Linked DNA regions of Zea mays: region 2 is linked to region 1. Evidence: chromatin contacts called from public Hi-C data. All regions are on one chromosome and are shown on one strand. Each heading gives the region's core, a stretch centred on a gene start, on an enhancer-like site or on the middle of the called end of the contact. The rest is flanking DNA. Distances are from core to core; before and after follow the strand shown.

Region 1 (7,029 bases), core at 1,654-4,153:
GATTAAATTTTTCCACAGCACCATCCATCTTACCAATTCTGTAAAGGGCACCAATCACTGTCAAATAGGTTACCACATCAGGTTTCACTCCTTGCTCTCATCTCATTGAAGATAATCATAGCCCTATCTAGCATTCCACAGTTAGCATATGCCTTGATCAGCATAGTAAAAATAGCATTGCTAGGTGCAATGTTGCCACCTAGCATCAAATTGAAGAGATCCATGGAGAACAGTGGCGCACGAGAGCGATGGAGGAGCAGGGGCAGTGAGCAAAGAAAGTCCACCAGAGATTGTGGTAAACTTCCTCTTTACAGAGTCCGAGCTGGGTGTTCGCGTGCCGGAGACGAGGCGAGGCTAGGCAGGGCAATGCCGCAGCTAGGCATCGCTTCACCCCGGGCAGACGATATCAGTAGGTATTTTTATATGTAGATATTACAGCAAGATCATGGTTGAGTTAATTGGTTCTTTCCATGCGTCACTTCTAACTCCATGTTCCAGTATGGAATTGCAGAATCCACCTAGCATATGTTATCCTGGCACCCATGGCTGCTTCCCAGATCATGCTCCTCAGCTGACCAAGTTGCACTATCCTGTTGGCATTCACCAACGTTACGAGATCCAGATAATACCAGGTCCAGCATCTTCCTCCGCACAATGTACACAGGGTTAGGCTCAATCAGATATCCTTTACTGTAACTATCCCTTAGGATGACTGTCTGTGTGCTTCCTTTCGTCGAGATGTAGAAAATGCCTGGATACTTGAGAAAAAATTCTCGCAGGTTTACCTCCATGGTGTACAATCTTCTGAAGTGTGACAGTCTCTCAAGTGGCATCATCCTTTCGACCGTCAGGCTCAAAAGCTCATGAAGAACACCAACAATGCGTTTCTCAAGCCGCTCCACGTTGCATATCGGATGCGAATCATTCTTCTCATAAGGTTTGGTGTAGGGAAGCCTCTGCCAGTTCTTGAGTTTCTCCCTGAAACCTTTTTGAACCTTAAATCCAGTTGGGAAGTTGATCGGGAAAGCATATTTTGTCTCTGATTCAGCTAGCCATTTTTCTGTGTACTCCCTTTTCCTCCACTCGTCGACCTTAGCTACAGCCAATGTTTCATCCCTAGAGAAAAGTGATAGAGTATCTGGGGATTTGAGAATTAAATCATGTCGATGGTTCGGCAGTATAGAGGACCTGTAATCATCAGGAAGCCCAAGCTCCCTTCTTATGAGCCATAACGCGTGCATGTTCAGAGTTCCATCCACAGAGAGCATGAGAAGTTTCTTCAGCCGCTGAACTACGCCGACCTCATTCTCCCTGACCACAGCGTCTTCCTCTGCGATCAAGTCGGACATCTTCTGCGTGACCTTGCAGCAGTGGTTCCTCTTGACAGGGTGCACGTAGGTCTGAAACACGTGGGGGTATTTCTTGAGGAAAGCACCGACCTCAATGTTCAGCCCGACCTCATGCCTCCACCTTGAGAGGAGCTGGAGAGACGCGTATCCGTTCCTCTGCTGAGATATCACCTCATGCAAAGCCAAGGCCAGCCTCAAGTTCCTCAGCTGAACCATTAGTTTGTCCAGCCTATGATCCCTCGTTCTTCCCTCAAGACGTGTTCTTGCCGAATCTACAGGCTTTCTCCACCTCCGCTGCACGCTGCGGTTAAAAGGACCGAGCTGAGTCGTCTCGCCCAACATCCGCGATAGCAGAGCGAGTGAGTGAAGGCTCCTTGCTCCAGATAAGATCGATGCCATTGTGTTTTTCACAGTTCAATTCTAAAAGATACGAAAATGCACCGAGAACCACATGTGGATCTCTAGAGCAATGGCGACTTGCTGGAGCTGCAACTGCAAGAAGGAAGGAGATTGCACGCGGAGTCAGTTTAGTAGACAATGGAATGGAAAGCACCAGGTTCGCATGAATGCACGTGGGATTGTTCTATTTACATGACTTGATAAGGTTCACTGAATAAAGAGGAGAAAAGAAAGCTGCTGATCAGTGGCGGAAATCATCCAGGGTAGGGGTGGGTGGGGGTGTGTGGGGAGGGGGTAAATAATTAAGGCTAGAAATCTTACTGGCGACATACCAAAATGTATACTAGGTACAAGGAAGAACACAAATAACAATATCAATTCTACCAAAGCAACATGTACAATGCTAAGAATCTTTTTTATATTTTCTCCATTCTAGCCTCCAGGCTCTGAGGTATGCAATGCGGCAACGACTGCTATGCAAGCAGTCCTTCTGTGCAAGCGTGCAAGCAAACCATCTGATCCATTAGATCGTGATTCAACCGTAGGTCACATTTAACACTTAAACCCTTCCACCACCCGCTCAATGCAACTAAATTAATCATTAAAGTAAAAATTTGCCAGATAAAAAGGGATGAAATATTGATTACCGGTGGCCAGTTAGTAGAGCGATGTCATGTCCTTTCTACTCTCTGCCTCAGCAGGTTTAGCACCAAGGTGCCCAGGCGGCCAAGCATGGTAGGGGCCAGGGGCCGAGCAGATTGTGCGGGCTCCTGCCGCTGCCGGCTGGGAGCCTGCCAGCCTGGGAGACTTGCTGCCTAGCCGCCTAGAGAGGGGGTTGGAGGGTTGACCGGCTGCCGGCTGGGACCGAGACGACGAACAGGCAAGCTGCAAGCTCCAAGCGGCTGCGGACCACAGTGGAGAGGGGCGAGGGGGGCGCTGGCAGCTTGCGAGATGCGTCGGCGGAGCCAGCAAGCGTGGGTGACGGCGGACGGAGAATGGTGGATCGAGAGGCGAGGTGCGAGGTGCTTTGGGCTGGGCCTTCAAGGCCTGGTTGTTTATGGGCTGGTTTTGTATGGGCTGCAGAGGCGAAAAACACATCCGCCCCTGGTCTGCCCGTCGCGCTCGCGCCTCCGTTCTCTCCCCGTTCGCCGCTCGGTTGCTTCCGCCGCCGCTTCCCCTGGCTGCCTCGTGTACTGGTCGAGCTCAAGCGCCCCATTTCGGGCTGGGTCCGGGAACCTCGAATCTATCTCCTAACCCTATCAAGCTAGCTAGCTGCGATGCCGAGCTTCCCTCCGCCGGGCGCCGTCACCATCTGCGAGATCAACCGCGACCTCGGTAAGCGCCCAGCAAATCCGCTGCCCCCCAACAACCACACACTCATTTTAACTAGCTGTAGTAAGCATTTCCGCTCGCTTGTTTGATTCAATCCGCCTCCCCCTGGCCTCTCGCAGTTGCGGTGGATGCCCTCTCCGACGACCGCGCCAAGGACGCATATGGGGATGTCCTCGTCAGTCCGCTCCCCTCGAACTCACTCTTCATCTGTGAACCACGTTGTGCTTGCCTGCCTGACGAGGGGCTCAAATCTGGGGCTTGTTGGCCGTCGTGTTGCAGGGGATGGTGTTCGCCCCGATTCCGTTCCAGCCGGAGGCTCTTCTTCTCGCCAGCCGCGAGCCTGCTGCTCCTGCCGCGGACCAAGTCGAGCCTGCTGACACTGTGCCCACCGCTGGTTTGGCAGCCACCATATCCGACTTCTTCAGGCGGATGGTCTTCCCTCCACTAGACGTGAGTTGGATCGTCCTATCTGAATTACTTATCCTCAATGTAAACTTTTTAGTAAATCATTACAATGATACTCACATTCGACCATTCTGGTTTGCAAGCCAAATAAATTTGAGTTACTACAATGCTGTTCACATTGGATTGTCCTATATTCCTAACTGAGATTCTGAGTTACTACAATTTGATGTTCCTCAAATTTGTCCCCAGAGATACCCGCGTACTTAAACCACTCGCTTGTGTGTAGATAAGTGAACTCCAGAATTTTATCATATCTTTTGTCAGTTGCTGGTGCTTATATCTACATACAAATACATGGTCATGCAACGAAAACTCTGTGCCCAAAGGCGAATGCATTGTCTGCTTCTCACTTCCCTAGTGCCACAGTGTGCTTTCATGATCTGATATATGTTGAATTGTTTTAACATAGTAAAATAACTTATTTCATGATTCAGGAGGTAACAATGTTACTCAGATTGCAAAAGCACAGCTCAACATAACTTGAAGGTTGATGTTGTATCAGAACTCCAGTTACTAATTCATCCAGCATACTTCCCAAAAAAAAATCTATCCTCCAGCTATTGTTCTTGGGATGAACACCCTAGATTTGCTTCCTGCTTGTACATTTCCTGTGTGATTTTTTACGAAACCATTACAGTCGTACTCAAATTCGATCATTCTTGTTTACCAGCCAAATCTGCTAGAAGAATTTGACACGCAGAAAGTAAGTTGGAATCCATACAAGCATTGCTTAGCATTCGTGTCTGGGAAGAACCAGGTTACTGTCCAAGACTTTGAGGACTCAGGTAAGATCGGCCTTGTGCCTATTTTGCTATGTTTTATTAGTTTATTTATGAACTGAACTCTATCCATCAGGTTAGTTGCAAAACATAACATTGGCCAATCTCTTTAACAGATGCTAAAGAACCATGCATTTTAACAAATGATCATCAAACGGATGTTAAGGCTGTTGAGTGGAGACCAAATAGTGGGAAGATGATTGCAGTTGCCTGCAAGTGTGTACTACTGCCACCTCACCATTTAACTTGAATCAATCCTTGTTGTCTCTGAATAATTTGCTGTCATACTTTACTTTTATATTGAAATCAGCATTTTCTTTTCAGAGGAGGGATATGCCTCTGGTCGGCATCATATCCTGGCAATGTCCCATTCATGAAATCTGGGGTCACTTCTTCTTCCTTTAGTGCCTTCCCTAGAGGTTCTGGTGGTCAGTGGATACTTGTGGATGTTCTTCGTGGCTCTTCTGCTGAGCTCGTTAGTGCACTTTGTTGGAAACCTGATGGAAGATATCCTTGATAAGTTTCATAGTGGCATTGTGAATTTTGCTGCTGCTTTTCATCTCTCCTTTTATTTATTTAACTCGCTAAACACCTCTGTATCATTTCGTCGGCAAAGAAAGCTAACCCAAATATACAACACCACTTACCCAACACAACACAAACACTCAAACCCATTATGCACAATGCAGGCATGCCATTGGAACAAAAGGAAAAAACAACCTAATAACCGACTAACCGAGGCAGGAGGCCATAGAAAAGAGTTTGGAGGTCTTTAGCCATGACTACTCACCGTTTCTCTTGTTTTAAAACTGTAAAATAACTAAAATACAGTGTGTGGCTAACTTCAAAAATTCTATTTTTGCCAAATTTACAGCACCATGCATACATAGATGTTTACAGTAGGTTTAGTCATTTGTGGGAAATTTCAACGGTTGAAGACATTTTTTTCCTTGACTGCTCTCCACATACTTGGCATCTGCCTCATGTAATAGTTCATCTTTCACAATTTGGGATGTGTCTCAAGGTATGTATACCAGTCCTTTTCTCAATACATGCAGTCAATCCCATTTATACAGAATTGTTGGCTATAATCTTGACACATTCCTTTTGCTTCAGGGTTGGGAACTCCTATACGGCGTGGATTAAGCAATATATCATTAGTGCGGTGGTCACCCAGTGGAGATTACCTTCTAGTTGCTAAATTGTATGGTCAATTTTCACTTTTCGTTTTCATTTCTTGTCGATAATATTTCCAAAAATTTAAATTTCATTTATTGCTAGTGATGGTACTTTTCACTTCTGGGAGACAAACACATGGACTTCAGAACCCTGGTCTTCGTCTAATGGATATGTGTCTGTAAGTGATATCTTCAGTCACAAATACCTGCTTTTGGAACATATGACATCATTTTTTTGCATTGCAATATTCTGTTGTTGTTCTTTTGCTGGAGCACAATTTTACAACAGTCCTTAGTTAAGAAGTGAGTACAATACTCTATTTGGCAACACAAATAATGTGCCCACTGCCCCTGTAAACCACATATAGTATATAATTGTGAAATTCTTCTCAATTTTGCTTAGTTTTATTGGGTTGCTGTCAGGGAGCAAATTGGGACCCAGAAGGTCGAGTTGCATTATTATCCTTTTCTAACTCGACGACGCTTGGTTCAATTCACTTCTCATCGAAGCCACCATCTTTAGGTATATAAAAGCAACCAATCAAATACTCTGTTGCTAAAGCTTTGTTGTTGTCTTATTTGTCTCAATTCTGATCGTTTGTTCTGTGCTCTTTATATCTTTCAGATGCTCACCTCCTACCAGTTGAACTTCCAGAAATTTCCTCCCTGATTGTTAGGTAACAACAGAAGCATTAATGTGGCTTCTGATCTCATGCGCATTTTATACTACATAGTTTTCTCTTCTTGCACGCTAATTTTGGCTGTTGACCCTTTTTTTAACTAACCCCATTCGCAATGAACGTGGTAACTTATTGCTGACGTAACTTTTGTGAAGGGAATTAGCTCAGGATTGTTATTGATTTACATAGCATAGGACCATAGGTTTGTAGGGTTGTAAGGAAAGAAAACTCACATGAAACAACCTAAAAGGCATAAAATCATTTAATTTCCTTAGAATTCTGTCTTCAGATTCCGCTGTCTGCTGTCGCGCACCACATTCTTTCATTCTGAAATGCGCTTTGTTTTTTTTGGAAGTCCATCCATCCATTATAATAGCACAGAATCTTACTTCCACTCAATAATGATTAATGAATGCTTTGACTGGTTCGTATAGCCGAGGCATAGAGAAATTAGCATGGGACGCATCGGGGGAACGTCTGGCACTGTCGTTCAGAGATGGAAACGAAATGTACCGTGGCCTGATCGCGATATATGACGTGCGGAGATCTCCACTCGTCTCACTATCACTAGTGTAAGAGCAGATTCGTTTCTTTTACAGTAAAACTGTGCTCCATTGACTTTCCGTAATCACCACTAAATCCGTCGAAATTCACGACTAGTGGGTTCATCCGGGGACCTGGAGAAGGAGCAAAGCCGCTCGCCTTTGCTTTTCATAGCAAGTTTAAGCAGGGGCCATTGCTTTCCGTGGTAAGATATCGTGGGTTCATTCGTTTCTAATACAGTGGCATCCTTTGCTTTTCCTACCTTTTTGTTCACATGTGGTTCTGACCGTTTACGCAGTGTTGG
Region 2 (7,092 bases), core at 1,724-4,223, 190 kb after region 1:
CTTTCTCTGTGAGAATTTCTTCTTCAAGCAGTACTCGTGAATTCTAACATCGCATCCCTCGTTCGGACAACTCGATGCCTGTTGTGGAACAAAAACAACACTAGCAGCAGGTTATACGACGACAACAACAGAAGCAAGACAAGCCAAGTGGAAAACCCATAGAATCGCCGCATATCAGTACCTTTATACAAGCTTCGTTGCAGACAACACAAGACGGGATATCGTTACCACGGAACCAGCTCCGGAGGTCAAGAAATGACCTGGTGCCCAGACCGATCTTGCCTGTGGCGGTGTACGACAACCAGCGGTCCCGTATCAGCTCATCGAGAGTTTTCTCCTTCTGGCTCATTGAGAAGTTCTTTATGGAGCTAGGAAGGCGAGACTGGCTGTCCTGTGAACCGTCTAATACTGCGACCTGCAAACAGAGCAGTCAATAACTCGTGATGCCACAATTTCCAATCGAGATTAAACTGTCAATCAGTAGATACAACAGTGCTGCTGTGCCATGCCACAGAAACAAAAGGCGATACCGTTGATGACATGATAGCTGCAGAATACATGAAACTGTAAAACGCTCGCATAAACGCTTGTAGGCCATACATAAGTATTATGAGCTACACTAAGCACTTGACCAGTAGTACATGCTGATATGAAAAACCAATAAATCATGTTCCCAGAATCACTGTGCAGCTAACCTGGTTATCAAGCCGGACATTGAGGGCGTCGATACTGGTTATGCTCCCATCATTTCCAGCTTCCTGAACTATTGCTTCTAGCTGCCACAGTAATCATTAGTCACATACTCACATCTCCATACGTGCGAAGGTTCAACACAACATATGCAGTGTCAGACTGAGGAATGCAAGGCGAGGTATCACGTACCAGTCCCTTGTAGAATGCGATCTGGGGCACGGAGTACTTTGTTCCAAGCTTAGACTCTTCGTCAGCAATGTTATTAACCACCCCGTAGTAAACCATTCCATCATATTGGTTAATGCATGCCCGCAACTCGAACTGCAAGTAGGCAAGGTCCTTGTTGATCTTGAGAAGTGTATCATTGAACAGTTGTTGGTGAGTGGCTGCAAGTAATGATATGACATCAAATAAGTGGCTGGAAAGTAGGCATTTGGTCAAATGAATCAAGAGAAGCTTGCGTCACATAGGCTATGGACTCTCTTCTATAACTGGTAACTGGTATCAGGTATATGATTCAGCCAAGTTGGCAACCAGGTGTTAGTCGGGCTGATTGATTCAAATACCATGTGGAATCAAGACCACTGTTTCAGGCAATTCTATAATGCAACTTTGAATTGATTTCGCTGTTTTTACCAAAACTCTGAAGAAATTCTGACCGGCTCAGGTGATCAGGAAACAGACAGTAAAAATTTCATAGATCTACCTTAGGTGTGAAAGTAAGTGTAGCTACTTCTGGATCAAACAAACAAAAAAATCCACTAAATAGTTTGTTCAAGGTACATCATTCACTTGTAAACAGATTTATATTGTGGGCACGAGCAGGTCAAGAAGAGGCCAAAATAAATAAGGAATGATGACTTAGGCCAACAAAGAAAAAAGAAAAGAATGTCTACACAGAATGCTTAGAAGTTAATATTGGGAAAGGCAGCCTTTTTTTGAGGCAAAGGAAGATAGAAGCAGCATGAGACTTTGTATACAGCAGCATTGCCTAACAAAATCATATGGGGACCGAACTAGCACTCTTTTCCCCCGACGAAACAAACAGCATTGCCACGGTAATTAGTTGTCAGCTGGGAGGAGCATTCTGCCCGCTTCACAAACGAGATAATTGGATTTTTGCCACTCACAACGTTGTCTTCTTGTTATAATTACCACTGTGTTTATGAATTGTGGGTCCAGCTGGGTCTATGAAATGTGGGTCTAATGGCAATTTTACAAACCTGTTTGTTGCTGATGGCAAATATCAGAATCTCTCGGCTTTCCATGGAACAGATGCGAAGAGAAGATGGAGAAAGACTAGAGCTAAGAGGGGAGAGAGTTGCAAGCATCGCGGCATAGGTAGGTACCAGGGTCCCTGTCGGAGACAGCAGTGAACAGCGCGCGGAAGTCAGGCTCGGCAAGGGGGCCGCGGGAGAGCAGAGCCTGCAGCAGAGTGTGGTGCCGTTGCCGCCACGAGGGAGGCGCCATTGCTGCTGAAGTTGACGAGTATAGCGTAGCAGATGCACGGGTTCTCGGCCTGAAGAAGATACGTTATATGTACTAGTGGAGCTTTGGCTTACGCTGGAAGGAGGTGGGCAGGGATGGGGGTGGCTTGCAGTGTAAGATCCAGTCTGTAGCTCTGGACAGACAGAGCCGACCAATAAAGGCGTCCAGAGTTGCCGTCCGTCCATATCCTCCACAACCCTACGGCCCCGATAACGAGGATGCGCTCCAGCACCCCTACGGTCGAGAACGCGGATGAAGAGCAGGAGTTGTGGGGTGGGTTCGACCCTACGCGGCGGCAGCCTGAAGCTGCTTGTGCTTGTACGCACCCCCGCCGGCATGAGAGTATAGACTATAGAGATAGGCACGGCACGGCAGCTGCAGAGACGCATTTCGTCGAGCGCTTGTTGGGCCGTGGCGCGTAGAGAGAATAGACCGAGAGAGACGACGGGATGGGAGCAAAGCGTACGGCGTACCGGGGTTCTTGCCGGAGACGCCAGCGAAGATGGCGTGGAAGTCGCGTTCGGAGAGGGGACCGCGGTGGAGCAGCGACTGCAGCAGCGTGTGGTGCCGCCACGACAGCGGCGCCATGCTCCGGGCTCGGCTTACCTGGGAACTTGGGAACCCGGGGACGCGGATCGGTCGAACCCACCAACCTAATCCGCGAATTCCTCCGCCGCCCGCGGGAAAGATTTCTCCTTGTGAGAGGGGCAGTTTTTGATCGACGGAGGAATTGGTTGGCGTTTCGCGGGAAGCGCGTGGTGAAGAGCGGGAGACGGCAAGGAATCCTACCCCGCCGCCCGGGGAAGGAAGGGAATGTTGGGCCGTGCATGCTGAATGGGCTAGGCCGCCAGCCCGATGAACTGGACTGGGATCGTCACTTTCGGCTTTGCTTCGCTTCGCTTCTGTCTCGTCGGACGTGGCAGTTTGTCCAGAAACAGCCTAAAAGAAACCAAATCCTACAAAAAAATACAAACAACTTCCTTACCAATAAAATATTTAGAGTAAAAAATATTAATCCCTTAGATAAGCCACTGTTTGGGGGAATAAATATATAATCAGACGCTGTTGTCAGTTGTCGTCCGCTTCCCCAGTAAGTATTTGAGTTGGAAAACCCAGATTGAATGAGAGGAGAAGTGCTGAACCCCCAAGTTGTCACAAAAATCTAGTTATCTAACACGCAGACACCAATAAATTATTTAAGTTTTTAAGATGGACAAACATATAATTCCTGGATATTAAGCATGTAGTTAAAACTATAATTAGGATGCTTGATTACATAGGTTGTCCCTTATATTTCGTGTGTAGAAACTTGTGCTGCAATTTGATATTCTAACATATGATTTTGTGCTCCTATCAACACACATAGCAAGACTCAAAAAATGTGTGGAACATATGATTTGGTGCTCTAACATATATGATTTGGCATTCACGTGATATTGTATTCCTTCTAAGCTCATAGATGCGATCCTTTATATCCTTAAAAGTTTTTTATAATATCCTCTCTCCATGCGACGTTGGCTTTCGCTCAAGTCCATAGCACATAATCCTACCGTAAACATCCTTGATCTAACTTTTACGTTCATACAAAGGTTTATACACCTATTGAACGCAAAACCATTCTAGACACTATCTTTTCTTTAAGCCCATATAGATATAATCCCTTGTACCATAGTGAAAGGGAATTAGGCTTACACCTAGTCCCTAATTAATTTTGGTGGTTGAATTGCCCAACACAAATTTATTGGACTAACTAGTTTGCCCAAGTGTATAGATTATACAGGTATAAAAGGTTCACACTCAGCCAATAGAAAGATCAAGTTTTGGATTCAACAAAGGAGCAAAGTGGGAACCGAAGGCCCTCTGGTCTGGGAGCACCGGACTGTCCGGTGTACACCGGACAGTGTCCGGTGCACCAGAGGACTCCAACTTAAACTCGCCACCTTCGGGAATTTCCAGAGGCGACTCCGCTATAATTCACCGGACTGTCCGGTGTACACCGGACAGTGTCCGGTGCGCCAAGGGAGGTCGGCCTCAGGAACTCGCCAGCTTCGGGAAAACTCCAACGGCTAGTCCGCTAAAATTCACCGGACTGTCCGGTGTGCACCGGACTGTCCGGTGCGACTCCGAAGCAACGGCTATCTCCGCGCCAACGGCTCTCTGCCGCGCATTCAATGCGCGCTCTGCGCGCGCAGATATCAGGCGCGCCCATTCCGGCACACCGGACAAGGAACAGTAGCTGTCCGGTGTGCACCGGACACCCAGGCGGGCCCACAAGTCAGAAGCTCCAACGGTCAGAATCCAACGGCAATGATGACGTGGCAGGGGGCACCGGACTGTCCGGTGTGCACCGGACTGTCCGGTGCGCCATCGTGCAGACAGGCTCCCAACGGCCACTTTTGGTGGTTGGGGCTATAAATACCCCAACCACCCCACCATTCATTGCATCCAAGTTTTCCACTTCCCAACTACTACAAGAGCTCTAGCATTCAATTCTAGACACACCAAAGAGATCAAATCCTCTCCAAACTCCACACAACGCCCTAGTGATTAGAGAGAGTGATTTGCTTGTGTTCTTTCGAGCTCTTGCGCTTGGATTGCTTTCTTCTTTCTTGATTCCTTCATTGCGATCAAACTCACTTGTAATTGAGGCAAGAGACACCAATCTTGTGGTGGTCCTTGTGGGAACTTTGTGTTCCAAGTGATTGAGAAGAGAAAGCTCACTCGATCCGTGGATCGTTTGAGAGAGGGAAGGGTTGAAAAAGACCCGGCCTTTGTGGCCTCCTCAACGGGGAGTAGGTTTGCAAGAACCGAACCTCGGTAAAACAAATCTCCGTGTCTCACTTGCTTATTCGCTTGGGATTTGTTTTTGCGCCCTCCCTCACGGACTCGTTTCTTCATTACTAACGCTAACCCGGCTTGTAGTTGTGTTTATATTTGTAAATTTCAGTTTCGCCCTATTCACCCTCCCTCTAGGCGACTATCAATTGGTATCAAAGGTCGGTGCTTCATTAGAGCCTAACCGCTCGAAGTGATGTCGGGAGATCACGCCAAGAAGGAGATGGAGACCGGCGAAAAGCCCACTACAAGCAACGGGAGCACTTCATCGGAAGAGTCCCGCACCAAGAGGAGGGAGAAGAAGAAGATCTCCTCCAACAAAGGGAAGGAGAAGAAATCTTCTTCTCACCACAAAGAGAAGAAGGAAAAATCTTCTTCCCACAAGCCGCATCAGAGCAGATACAAACAAAAGAGGATGAGGAAAGTGGTCTACTACGAGACCGACACTTCATCAACATCGACCCCCGGCTCCGACGCGCCCTCCGTAACTTCTAAACGCCAAGAGCGTAAGAAGTTTAGTAAGATCCCCCTACACTACCCTCGCATTTCTAAACATGCACCTTTACTTTCCGTCCCATTAGGCAAACCACCAACTTTTGATGGTGAAGATTATGCTAGGTGGAGTGATTTAATGCGATTTCATCTAACCTCACTCCACAAAAGTATATGGGATGTTGTTGAGTTTGGTGCACAGGTACCATCGGTAGGGGATAAGGACTATGATGAGGATGAGGTGGCCCAAATCGAACACTTCAACTCTCAAGCGACAACGATACTCCTTGCCTCTTTAAGTAGAGAGGAGTATAACAAAGTACAAGGGTTGAAAAGCGCCAAGGAGGTTTGGGATGTGCTCAAAACCGCGCACGAGGGAGATGAGCTCACCAAGATCACCAAGCGGGAAACGATTGAGGGAGAGCTCGGTCGGTTCCGGCTTCGCAAAGGGGAGGAGCCACAACACATGTACAACCGGCTCAAGACCCTGGTGAACCAAGTGCGCAACCTCGGGAGCGTAAAATGGGATGATCACGAAGTGGTTAAGGTTATTTTAAGATCTCTTATTTTCCTTAACCCTACTCAAGTTCAATTAATTCGTGGTAATCCTAGATATACTAAAATGACCCCCGAGGAAGTAATCGGGCATTTTGTAAGTTTTGAGTGCATGATCGAAGGCTCGAGGAAAATCAACGAGCTTGACGAACCCACCACATCCGAAGCTCAACCCGTCGCATTCAAGGCGACGGAAGAAAAGAAGGAGGAGGCTACACCAAGTCGACAACCAATAGACGCCTCCAAGCTCGACAATGAGGAAATGACGCTCGTCATCAAGAGCTTCCGCCAAATCCTCAAGCAAAGGAGGGGGAAAGACTACAAGTCCCGCTCCAAGAAGGTTTGCTACAAGTGTGGTAAGCCCGGTCATTTTATTGCTAAATGTCCTATGTCTAGTGACAGTGACCGAGGCGACGACAAGAAGGGGAGAAGAAAGGAGAAGAAGAGATACTACAAGAAGAAGGGCGGAGATGCCCACGTTTGTCGGGAGTGGGACTCCGACGAAAGTTCAAGTGACTCCTCCGACGATGAGGACGCCGCCAACATCGCCGTCACCAAGGGACTTCTCTTCCCCAACGTCGGCCACAAGTGCCTCATGGCAAAGGACGGCAAAAAGAAAAAGGTTAAACCTAACTCCTCCACTAAATATGAATCTTCTAGTGATGATAATGCTAGTGATGAGGAGGATAGTTTGTGTTCCCTTTTTGCCAACCTTAACATAGCTCAAAAGGAAAAATTAAATGAATTAGTTAGTGCTATTCATGAAAAGGATGACCTTTTGGATTCCCAAGAGGATTGTCTAATTAAAGAAAACAAGAAACATGTTAAGGTTAAAAAGGCTTATGCTCTAGAAATTGAGAAATGTGAAAAATTATCTAGTGAGCTAAGCACTTGCCGTGAGATGATTGACAACCTTAGACATGAAAATGCTAGTTTAAATGCTAAGGTTGATTCACATGTTTGTAATGTTTCAATTCCTAATCCTAGAGATAATAATGATGATTTGCTTGCTAGGATTGAAGAATTAAA

What was found. A called contact is a pair of places that touch in the nucleus more often than the background predicts.
Region 2: a contact with region 1 is called in a Hi-C map of tassel, with 2.7 times the contacts expected there. The contact joins the promoter of LOC100274498 here to the promoter of LOC100383460 in region 1. A contact is called at or near these places in 5 of 25 Hi-C or Micro-C datasets (ear, endosperm, leaf and 1 more).

The regions. Positions count from the first base shown.
Region 1 is chr10:1,558,459-1,565,487 of Zm-B73-REFERENCE-NAM-5.0, forward strand. It overlaps LOC100383460 (Aladin), which reads left to right and starts at 2,904. Exons shown (of 15, transcript NM_001176108.1): 1 at 2,904-3,083; 2 at 3,200-3,255; 3 at 3,360-3,530; 4 at 4,216-4,330; 5 at 4,441-4,540; 6 at 4,649-4,831; 7 at 5,290-5,348; 8 at 5,441-5,528; 9 at 5,606-5,681; 10 at 5,926-6,025; 11 at 6,128-6,179; 12 at 6,617-6,754; 13 at 6,843-6,930; 14 at 7,024-7,029. The coding sequence starts at 3,026. LOC103640669 (protein ROOT PRIMORDIUM DEFECTIVE 1-like) reads right to left here and starts at 2,727. Exons shown (of 2, transcript NM_001319739.2): 1 at 2,396-2,727; 2 at 1-1,841. The coding sequence starts at 1,748. The coding sequence ends at 519. It also overlaps the pseudogene LOC124416937.
Region 2 is chr10:1,747,361-1,754,452 of Zm-B73-REFERENCE-NAM-5.0, forward strand. LOC100274498 (embryo defective 1379) reads right to left here and starts at 2,974. Exons shown (of 6, transcript NM_001148856.1): 1 at 2,655-2,974; 2 at 883-1,079; 3 at 696-776; 4 at 182-415; 5 at 1-78. The coding sequence starts at 2,769.